2 separate regions of the Mus musculus genome follow, and region 1 is linked to region 2. Evidence: chromatin contacts called from public HiChIP or PLAC-seq data. All regions are on one chromosome and are shown on one strand. The core of a region is the stretch at or near the end of the contact, and the rest is flanking DNA. Distances in the headings are between cores, read along the strand shown.

Evidence for each region. HiChIP or PLAC-seq counts read pairs in DNA pulled down with a chosen protein or histone mark.
Region 1: a contact with region 2 is called in an H3K4me3 HiChIP or PLAC-seq map of embryonic stem cells, with 4 times the contacts expected there. The contact joins the promoter of Islr here to the promoter of Sema7a in region 2. A contact is called at or near these places in 1 of 39 promoter capture datasets (embryonic stem cells), 1 of 484 Hi-C or Micro-C datasets (embryonic stem cells) and 2 of 115 datasets of contacts at active chromatin or transcription factors (embryonic stem cells and pancreatic cancer cells).

What each region holds. Positions count from the first base shown.
Region 1 is chr9:58,155,808-58,160,047 of GRCm38.p6, reverse strand. It overlaps Islr (immunoglobulin superfamily containing leucine-rich repeat), which reads left to right and starts at 1,494. Exons shown (of 2, transcript NM_001195431.1): 1 at 1,494-1,621; 2 at 1,818-3,784. The coding sequence starts at 1,826. The coding sequence ends at 3,112.
Region 2 is chr9:57,937,856-57,942,135 of GRCm38.p6, reverse strand. Sema7a (sema domain, immunoglobulin domain (Ig), and GPI membrane anchor, (semaphorin) 7A) reads right to left here and starts at 2,024. Exons shown (of 14, transcript NM_011352.3): 1 at 1,808-2,024. The coding sequence starts at 1,985.

The DNA.
Region 1 (4,240 bases), core at 245-2,744, 220 kb before region 2:
CTGCTCTCTGTCAGGCATGCTGTCATCTCTGTCATCTTGCCTGCACATACAGCCCACTCAGTGTGGGGCTGGGCTGCTGCCTTGGGAGCTCCCTGCCCAACAGCCTCAGACTTCAGGATATATTTACTTAAAAAAAAAAAAAAAAAAGCTTAACACTTTGGCTTCTCGACCAGGGGTTAGAGCTTGGTGGCTATTCCCTACACTTTGGTCCTTACAGTTTTCCAACAAGAAGCCCCAGCACACACACACACACACACAGAGAGAGAGAGAGAGAGAGACAGACAGACAGACAGACAGACAGACAGACAGACAGACATTAAGAGAGACACACAGGAATACATACTCACGAAAAGACTAATTCATGTCCAAATACAAACCACCATCACACAGTCCCACACAGACACACACATCTCCTACTGCATATCTCTAATATACAGACTTATCCACACACAGTGACATCCATCCACTCCCCACTACCACCAAGCCCACAGTGCACACACAACAGCACACACAAACACCAACACAGCCAGGCAGGAAGAAGGGGCTGCTTTTTTTTTTTTTTCTTGTTGGAAGCGAGGTTAGAAATTTCCCACTTTCCATGAAATCCAGTTTCTCACCCTTCCCCTATTTAAAAAAAAAGCCAAAAAAACAAAAACAACCCAACTTTCTGGCCTCATCTTTTCTTGGGTCCTACACAGATAGTGCTGTGACTTTAAGAAGTTGGAACTTCAGAGATGAGGGAGAGAGAGAGAGAGAGAGAGAGAGGGAGAGAGAGAGAGAGAGAGAGAACACATGAACAACCCCAAATTTGGCCTCTTTCCCTGTCCAGTTTCTAGTGTCAGCTATGAAGCAGAGTCCCTGTTGCTGAAACTCAGTTTCATTTTGTTGAAAGGAGTCTAGCAGCACAGAGCCTTCCCCCGCAGCCCTGCTTAGAGCTGTCCCGTGCACCCTGAGCCGGGTGTGCAAACCAGCCAGACCCCTCCTCCAGCAGTCCTGGTCCTGTGGACTTGCGAGCAATCCAGTCCTTAGATGCTTTGGTTCCATCTTAAAAGCTGTTAAGCTTGACTTCAGAAGAACAGTTTGGAGGTAAGTCAGGAAAGAAGGGGCCCCCGTGGCTGGGAGCGAGGAAGCTAGGGGTGTGTTTTTAGCACATCCCTCTGGGTTTGAGGGACTTGGAACAGGCTCCTGCTCAGAGCATCTGCTTGGACAATCTCAACCCCAGAATTTCCAGCTGCATTTGAGCTGAGCCTCTGGCCCCCCTGCCTTAGCTGAGAGGTCCTAGCTGGTTTATTTAGGCAGCTGCCTGGGATAGTTTGAACAGAACAGGCCACAGAGTGGGAGGGGTGGAGGGTGTGTGTGTGCATTGCACAAGGGGCCTTGTCTGGACCAGGGAAGCAAAACATACCTATGGGGGGCTCTAGTGGGAGGAGCTGTAGCCAGGATGTGGGAGGGCAGAAGGGAGGTTCTGTGCAGTGCGGGGGGAAGGGGGTGGCTGGAAAACAGATTTCAAGTCATAAAGTCAGCTAGGAACAGGCCAAGGCAGAAAGAGCTGTGTGCAAAGGAGAAGCTGGGGTCCACTTCCATCTTGTCTTCATCCTGACTGACTGCACACACGACCTTGGCAAGTCCCAGCCCTCCTCTGGGCCTCGGTTTCTTCTCCTGTTGGGGTGAGGGTGGTGGGTTAGGTGGTATTGGATTCTGGCTGGGTTATGTGGAACAGGGCCTTCTAACGGGGAGAGTTTGGGCAGGGATCTGAGGAGGGACAACTCCTTTCTATGAATCCTAGGCTCACCCGGGTGGCATGCCCTTCCCCGTAGGACGTACCATGCGGGCACTGTGCCTGCTTTGTTGGGCTGTTCTCCTGAACCTGGTGCGAGCTTGTCCAGAGCCCTGTGACTGTGGGGAGAAGTATGGCTTCCAGATTGCAGACTGTGCCTATCGTGACCTAGAGGGTGTGCCACCGGGCTTCCCGGCCAATGTGACCACACTGAGCCTGTCAGCCAACAGGCTGCCAGGCCTGCCGGAGGGAGCCTTCAGGGAAGTGCCCCTATTGCAGTCGCTGTGGCTGGCACACAATGAGATCCGCTCGGTGGCTATTGGTGCTCTGGCCCCTCTGAGCCATCTCAAGAGTCTGGACCTCAGCCACAACCTCCTCTCTGAGTTTGCCTGGAGCGACCTGCACAACCTCAGCGCTCTGCAGCTGCTCAAGATGGACAGCAACGAGTTAGCCTTCATCCCTCGGGACGCCTTTAGCAGCCTCAGCGCCCTGCGTTCCCTGCAGCTCAACCACAACCGCCTGCACGCGTTGGCCGAGGGCACCTTCGCACCGCTCACCGCGCTGTCCCACTTGCAGATCAATGACAACCCTTTCGACTGCACCTGTGGCATCGTGTGGTTCAAGACATGGGCCCTGGCCTCAGCGGTGTCTATTCCAGAACAGGACAACATTGCCTGTACTACACCCCACGTCCTGAAGGGTATCCCACTAGGCCGCCTGCCACCCCTGCCCTGCTCAGCTCCCTCAGTGCAACTAAGCTACCAGCCCAGCCAAGATGGAGCAGAGCTACGGCCTGGCTTCGTGCTGGCACTCCACTGTGACGTGGATGGACAGCCAGTCCCCCAGCTCCATTGGCACATTCACACCCCGGGCGGCACGGTGGAGATCGCCAGTCCTAATGTAGGCACTGATGGACGTGCCCTGCCTGGTGCCCTTGCAACCAGTGGGCAGCCACGCTTCCAGGCCTTTGCCAATGGCAGCCTGCTTATCCCTGACTTTGGCAAGCTGGAGGAGGGCACCTATAGCTGCCTGGCCACCAATGAGCTAGGCAGTGCCGAAAGCTCTGTAAATGTGGCATTGGCCACCCCAGGTGAGGGGGGAGAGGATGCTGTGGGGCACAAGTTCCATGGCAAAGCAGTGGAGGGCAAGGGCTGCTATACGGTTGACAACGAGGTACAGCCATCCGGACCGGAAGACAACGTGGTTATCATTTACCTCAGCCGTGCTGGGCCCCCAGAAGCTGCAATAGCAGCAGACGGGAGGCCTGCGCAGCAGTTCTCTGGCATACTTCTGCTAGGCCAAAGCCTGCTTGTTCTCTCCTTTTTCTACTTCTAACTACACCCTGCCCTGGTTGGCTAGAGCAGCTCCAGGGCCTTCCTAACTCCCCCTGATCACGTTCCTGCCAATGTTCCGTCTTAACACCACGAGGTCTGGAATTGGTGAGGCCTGAGGTTAGCCTGGGGACTTCACATTTTCCTATCACCTTTTCTAAGCTCATCCAGGCCGCTCATTACTCCAATTTGCAGATCTGCTCAGAACTAGCAGCTAGGATAGAACTATATCCCAAAACTCATCATCTCTAGTGCTAGTTGCTGCTAACAGCATTGCCTGTGCTCCTAGCAGGGGCAGCCTGCTAACAGGGCAACAACAATGTCTTAACCTGACCTACTTTGAGAGTTCTAGCCATGGAGGTAAAGAGCTTGTGGAGGCCATCCAGGTGGGCACTGGGGCTGGGCTAGAAGGGGGTCTGGAGTGGCCAGTACAGGATCTGGAAAGGAGGTACCACGGGCCATGGCTGGGCAGGCTAAAAGCTTTCCTGTTTTTAGATGCTCTCTGATGAGATATGGAAATCATCCCTCACTGGGCCTTTCTCTCCTCTCACCCCAAGCCCCACAGCATGTGCCTGCCTCTTGAGACACTTACTCCCCCTCCTCCTCTGAAGAGGCTAGCCAGTCTGGGTAGCAGAAAAATAAATAAATAAATAAATAAATAAATAAACAAACAGCATTTCTGATGCTCTGCTTTCATCTGCTTAGAATTCTGTTGGGATCAAAGACTCTTTATCAGAGGGTGGGATGGCCATATGTGAGAGTTGTGCCAACACAGGACAAGAACCAGAGGACATATGTGGCATGGAAGGGGAGCCCAGACTCATTACTAAGCCTTAACATGTACCAAGCTGCAGATTTACTGTCTTCAAACTAGCCCATGGGATGAGGGAGACAGAAACTTAACCATTGCTTTCTGCATTTTGTAAAGGGTTTGTAAGGTGGTGGGAAGGCCTGGGCTGTAGCCCTAAGAAGAGTGTCAGGAATAGAGATGTATATGGTTGGGGCCAGATCGGGCAAGAGGAAGGAAGGAGACTGAAGGAAGGTTGGGGAAGCAGGGGACAGAACACAAGGAAGAAACTGAAGACAGGAGGAAGGAGACAGGAAAACACAGTGCACCCAGGCTCTCTCTTCA
Region 2 (4,280 bases), core at 775-3,274:
TGTGGTCACTCAGTGAAGTGCAAGCTAGGGAAGCAGCACATAGAGATGGGCTGGGAGCCTGAAAGTGGGTAAGAGGGCTGAGAGCAGCTTTAAATAGTCTGAGGGTAAGGGAAGACTAAGTGCCAGGGATGGAGAGACATGCATTAAGTGCTAACAAGTGGGTGTGCATTAAGTATGTGGCGGGAGGTCAAGGAAGGATTGGGGGGACAAGCACAATCAAATGAAAGGGGTTTGATACAGAGGGAGATTCCAGAACACTCAGACATAACCGTTTGTCTCCTCTGGCATACTCATATGCATGTGTCTAAGACACAAGGGGACGGAGGAAGTTAACATGCTGGCAGGGACAGAGAAAGAGGCTGAAGTGGTGCGACTGTGGAGGGTGCAAGTATCCACCATGAACTGGATGTTCAGAGGTCCAGATAAACTGCTCCTCTTCCACCAGTTACACCTCTGGCTGGATGGCGGAGTTGGAGACGAGAGTACCACGTTTATGGTTTGGAGAACCATCTAAATCCTTCTCCTCTCCCTAACCTGGCCCAGGACAGATCCAGAGTCAGATCAGAGACCCCTCCGGCACAGTGAGTGCCCACACTGCCCAGTGACCTTGGGCAAGTCACATTCTCTCAGCTGCTGCGGCAGTTCGGGCCACTCATTTTATGTGGGTTTCCCCCCCTCTGCTAAGAATACCTGCCCCAGATAATGCTCAGACTTCCGCAATCCCTGCAAACTGCCAAGGCATCAAAGGGACAGTAGGGACAGACAGGACAAGTACCCCCAGCCCCCGGTGTGAGTCCCCCATCACCACTAGGGGAGGGGCTGCAGAGATGCCAAATTTGGGTACAGAGCTGAGTTTGTCTGGGGGCGGGGAGGCATTTGTGTGCAATGCAGGGAGGGAGCTCAGTCCCTAGTGGCAGAAAGCCTCCAACCCCAACCTAGCCAGCTTTCTGTCCCACCGTCCGTGGTTCTGAACTGCGATGCCCGAAGGAAAGACTCCAGTCCCTCAGGTTCTCATATTCACTACAGTCCTAAGGATGCACACTCCTCCCCAGATACGCCGCTTGGGGGTCCCAATGGCCTCGCCCCACCCAATGGGCACTGTCCCCCCTCCCCGTGCTAGTGCCGATTTCTGGTGACAACTGCCACGTGCGGGCAAGGGGGGAGCGGCTGGTCCTAGCATTACGGAGACAGCGCCCAGGTGCTCGGAGCCCCTGCACCGCACCTTGTCCCGGTTCGCCGCAGGGTGCCCACCCCCTTGCCTGGCCCGCGCTCCGGGCCGGGGCGGGGGCGGGGGCAGGCGGCGGGGTCTTTGTTCCCGCAGCCCGAGCGCAGCGGCGGCGGCAATGGGTCCGCGCCCCCTTCACCAGCCGAGCCCGAGCCCCGCGTGCCAGCAGAGCTCGCAGCTTGCAAGGAGGAGGTCGGGGTGATGAAGCTGGCCAGGGGAAAGAAGGGTTCTGTATAGTAGACCCCGTGGCGGAAAGCCAAAGAGCCTCGGTGAGACAGGGGCCCGCAGCCTCCCCCCGCGCTCGGGCGCTGCGGCTCCGGCTCAGAGCTGCCGTTGGACTTGGAGCGCCACTTAGCTGGGCCCGGGCCCCAGCCACTCGCTCGCACGCTGCAGCGCTCCAGCCCGCTCCGGCGTGACAGTACGCACACTCACAAACACTCACCCGGACCCACACGCTCCCTTCGGGGCCAGCCTGAGACCCGCAGAGCTGCGCACACGCACTCTCTCCGGGTGCCGCACACTCTGCACCCGCCCCGCAAGGCGTCCGATCCCGCGCCCCGCCGGCCGCGCGGCGCCGCCTACCTTTCCAGACGGCGGAGATGCGGGGTCCGCTCCTCGAGTGGCCTTGGGCGGAGGCGGCGGCCACCCAGAACACCAGCAGAAGCCGCAGCCGCAGCGGGAGCCCGAACCGAGCCGGCAGGCTGAGGACGCGGGCGCGCGGTGCGCTGGGGGCGGCACGTCCGGGAGGAGGAGGCGTCATCCCGCAGCCCCGGAGCGACAGCGGCAAGCAGCCGAGACTGAGACAGCGCCCGGCCGCAGGCAGAACCTAGCGCCAGGAGGCGGAGTCAAGCGCCTGACCCCACCCCGCCCCTCCCCCCCGCCCCTCGCAGCCTTTTCTAGCTTTGCCGGTGGCCCCTTGCTTGTGCGGTGACCGCTGCCAGGAAAACCTTCGCTACCCGCACGCGGGCAACTCCACCGGGAGAACCCAGCTGCAAAGAAGACAGACTTGTGATCTGTCATGAGGGGCAGATCCCATCCCTCCTCTGGGCTTCAGTTCCACTTCCCTCGCCCCAGTGGAAAGAAAGGCCTAGGAAATCCGTAAGGATCTCTCAGCGCATGGATGAGTCTAACACCGGACAACCCCCCTTGCTGTCAGCTAAGTGGTTTGTAGTCAGAGAACCATTCTCATAGAATGGGCTTGCGGGAGTGGGACGCAGCTCTCTGCTGATCCTATCAGCCGGAGCAGGATGCTTTCCTCTGTGGAGGAGAGAGGGGAGGTCTAAGATGTGTGGGGTGCCCACAACGCCCCACGATTGCTCTGCCTGAGAGAACACTGGGAATTTTTCATCTTGGCCTGGCTCCCTCCTCTCCCTCTCCTTTCTCCTCCCTTCCCCAGCCAGCAGCCTTCTGGGCTGCCTCCCCCCAGCCAGCTGGTGTATGCTCAGAAAATCCAAACTCATTTCCATGTGCACTGAGGGGGATATAATTAGGAAGGCCCCTTCCCCAAGAAAAAAGTGAGGGGCACAAGACTCATAATCAGAGAGGGAAGGTCAGACCAATCGAAGGGAATCTTTCTCTGCCTAAGGCTCAGCTACATACCAAGGGCAACCTGGTGACGCGGTGGTAGTTCCATCAGAGGGTCCAGGCCCCTCTGCAGTCACCTGAACAACCCAGGAAACTCTGTCATTGGCTTATGTTTTCAGAGCCACTTTGTCTGCTCTTCGTAAAAGGGTCTCCCATGTTCCTTGGGCCAGAGATGGACAGATTCCCTACCTCTGCTTGTACCCAAAGAAGCTATGACTGGGAAATCCATCCAGGTCAGCTTGTCCCAATCTATTGCTTACTGTATATGTAGTCTAAGATGTACTGCACCAAGAAGAGACAGGGCAAGGAAGAGGGAACAGAAGTAAACAAAGACTTGACCTTCAAAACCCACAGACCCAGACATACTGAGCATGCTGTAGACACAGGCAGACCCTGGGCAGGATGCCCTGACCTCAGAGCCAGCCTCTTCACTGCTCCACGGGCAGGGAGGTTTTGATACAGCGAATCTTAGCTCTGCCAATTGTACAGTCTGCTTCTAGTTGTTTTCTCCATTCCTAAAAGCCCCAAAGTACCCTAGCCACTAAGGTGAATTCCTCCAGATCTCTCTGTGGGGAGGGGTCTAGAGACACTACAGGGCTGTGCACGGAGTCACTAGCTTCATGATGCCTAAGATCACAACCCCAGAAAGAAAAGCCTATTGACAGCCCAAGAACTCCTTCCCAGGCCTGCACTGAATCCTGTGGCCCTAAAGTTGGCAAACTGACCAGGCCAAAGTAGCTTCTAAGAATGATACTTGCTTTCTAGCCCAGTGACTCATATTCTGGGCAGTTATGCCCTCCAGTATCTTCATTTCTATAAATGATTGGGGCAAGTTAAGAAACCACCCATCCCTGCCTTTAAGAACCAAGCATTCAAGTGCATCTGAAATGAAAACATTACCCATGTGCACAGTAACTCATAAAATGCAACCCACTTCCGCCTACATCATTCCTCTCAGACCTACATTTTTTTCCTCTGATAAGGAAACATAGCTCCAACTTAGGGACAACTCTGAGGCATCCAGGACAACAGGGGTCCGTCTGAGATCAATTGGAAATGAATGAATGGAGACAGAAAGCCAACTTTTCTGACTTTAATAACAATTGCCAATAGTGTGGTTACTATTACATGCTATAAACATTCCACTGCCTCATTTTTAATGCCGACTTCATGATCCTAGGAGTTAGGTGCTATAGTTCCTCTCTCTATAAGCAGGGGAATTAAGGCATAGAAAGGTGATACAATCTACCTAAACTCACTCGGGTGGACAGAGACAGTGGCAGAGCTGGGACTTTAACTTAGGTGGTCTCTCTAGGGCCAACACCTTTGCTTCCATCAGTGTAATGTGCCTTTGCGTGCTGCCGCTGGTACTTGACTGCAGTCTGGGTCCAAACAATCCTCAGAAGGACCCAGACAGGGCTAGGTTACCACGTGCTGAGCAGAAGGGCAGGCCAGGGGCCAGACTCAGCCT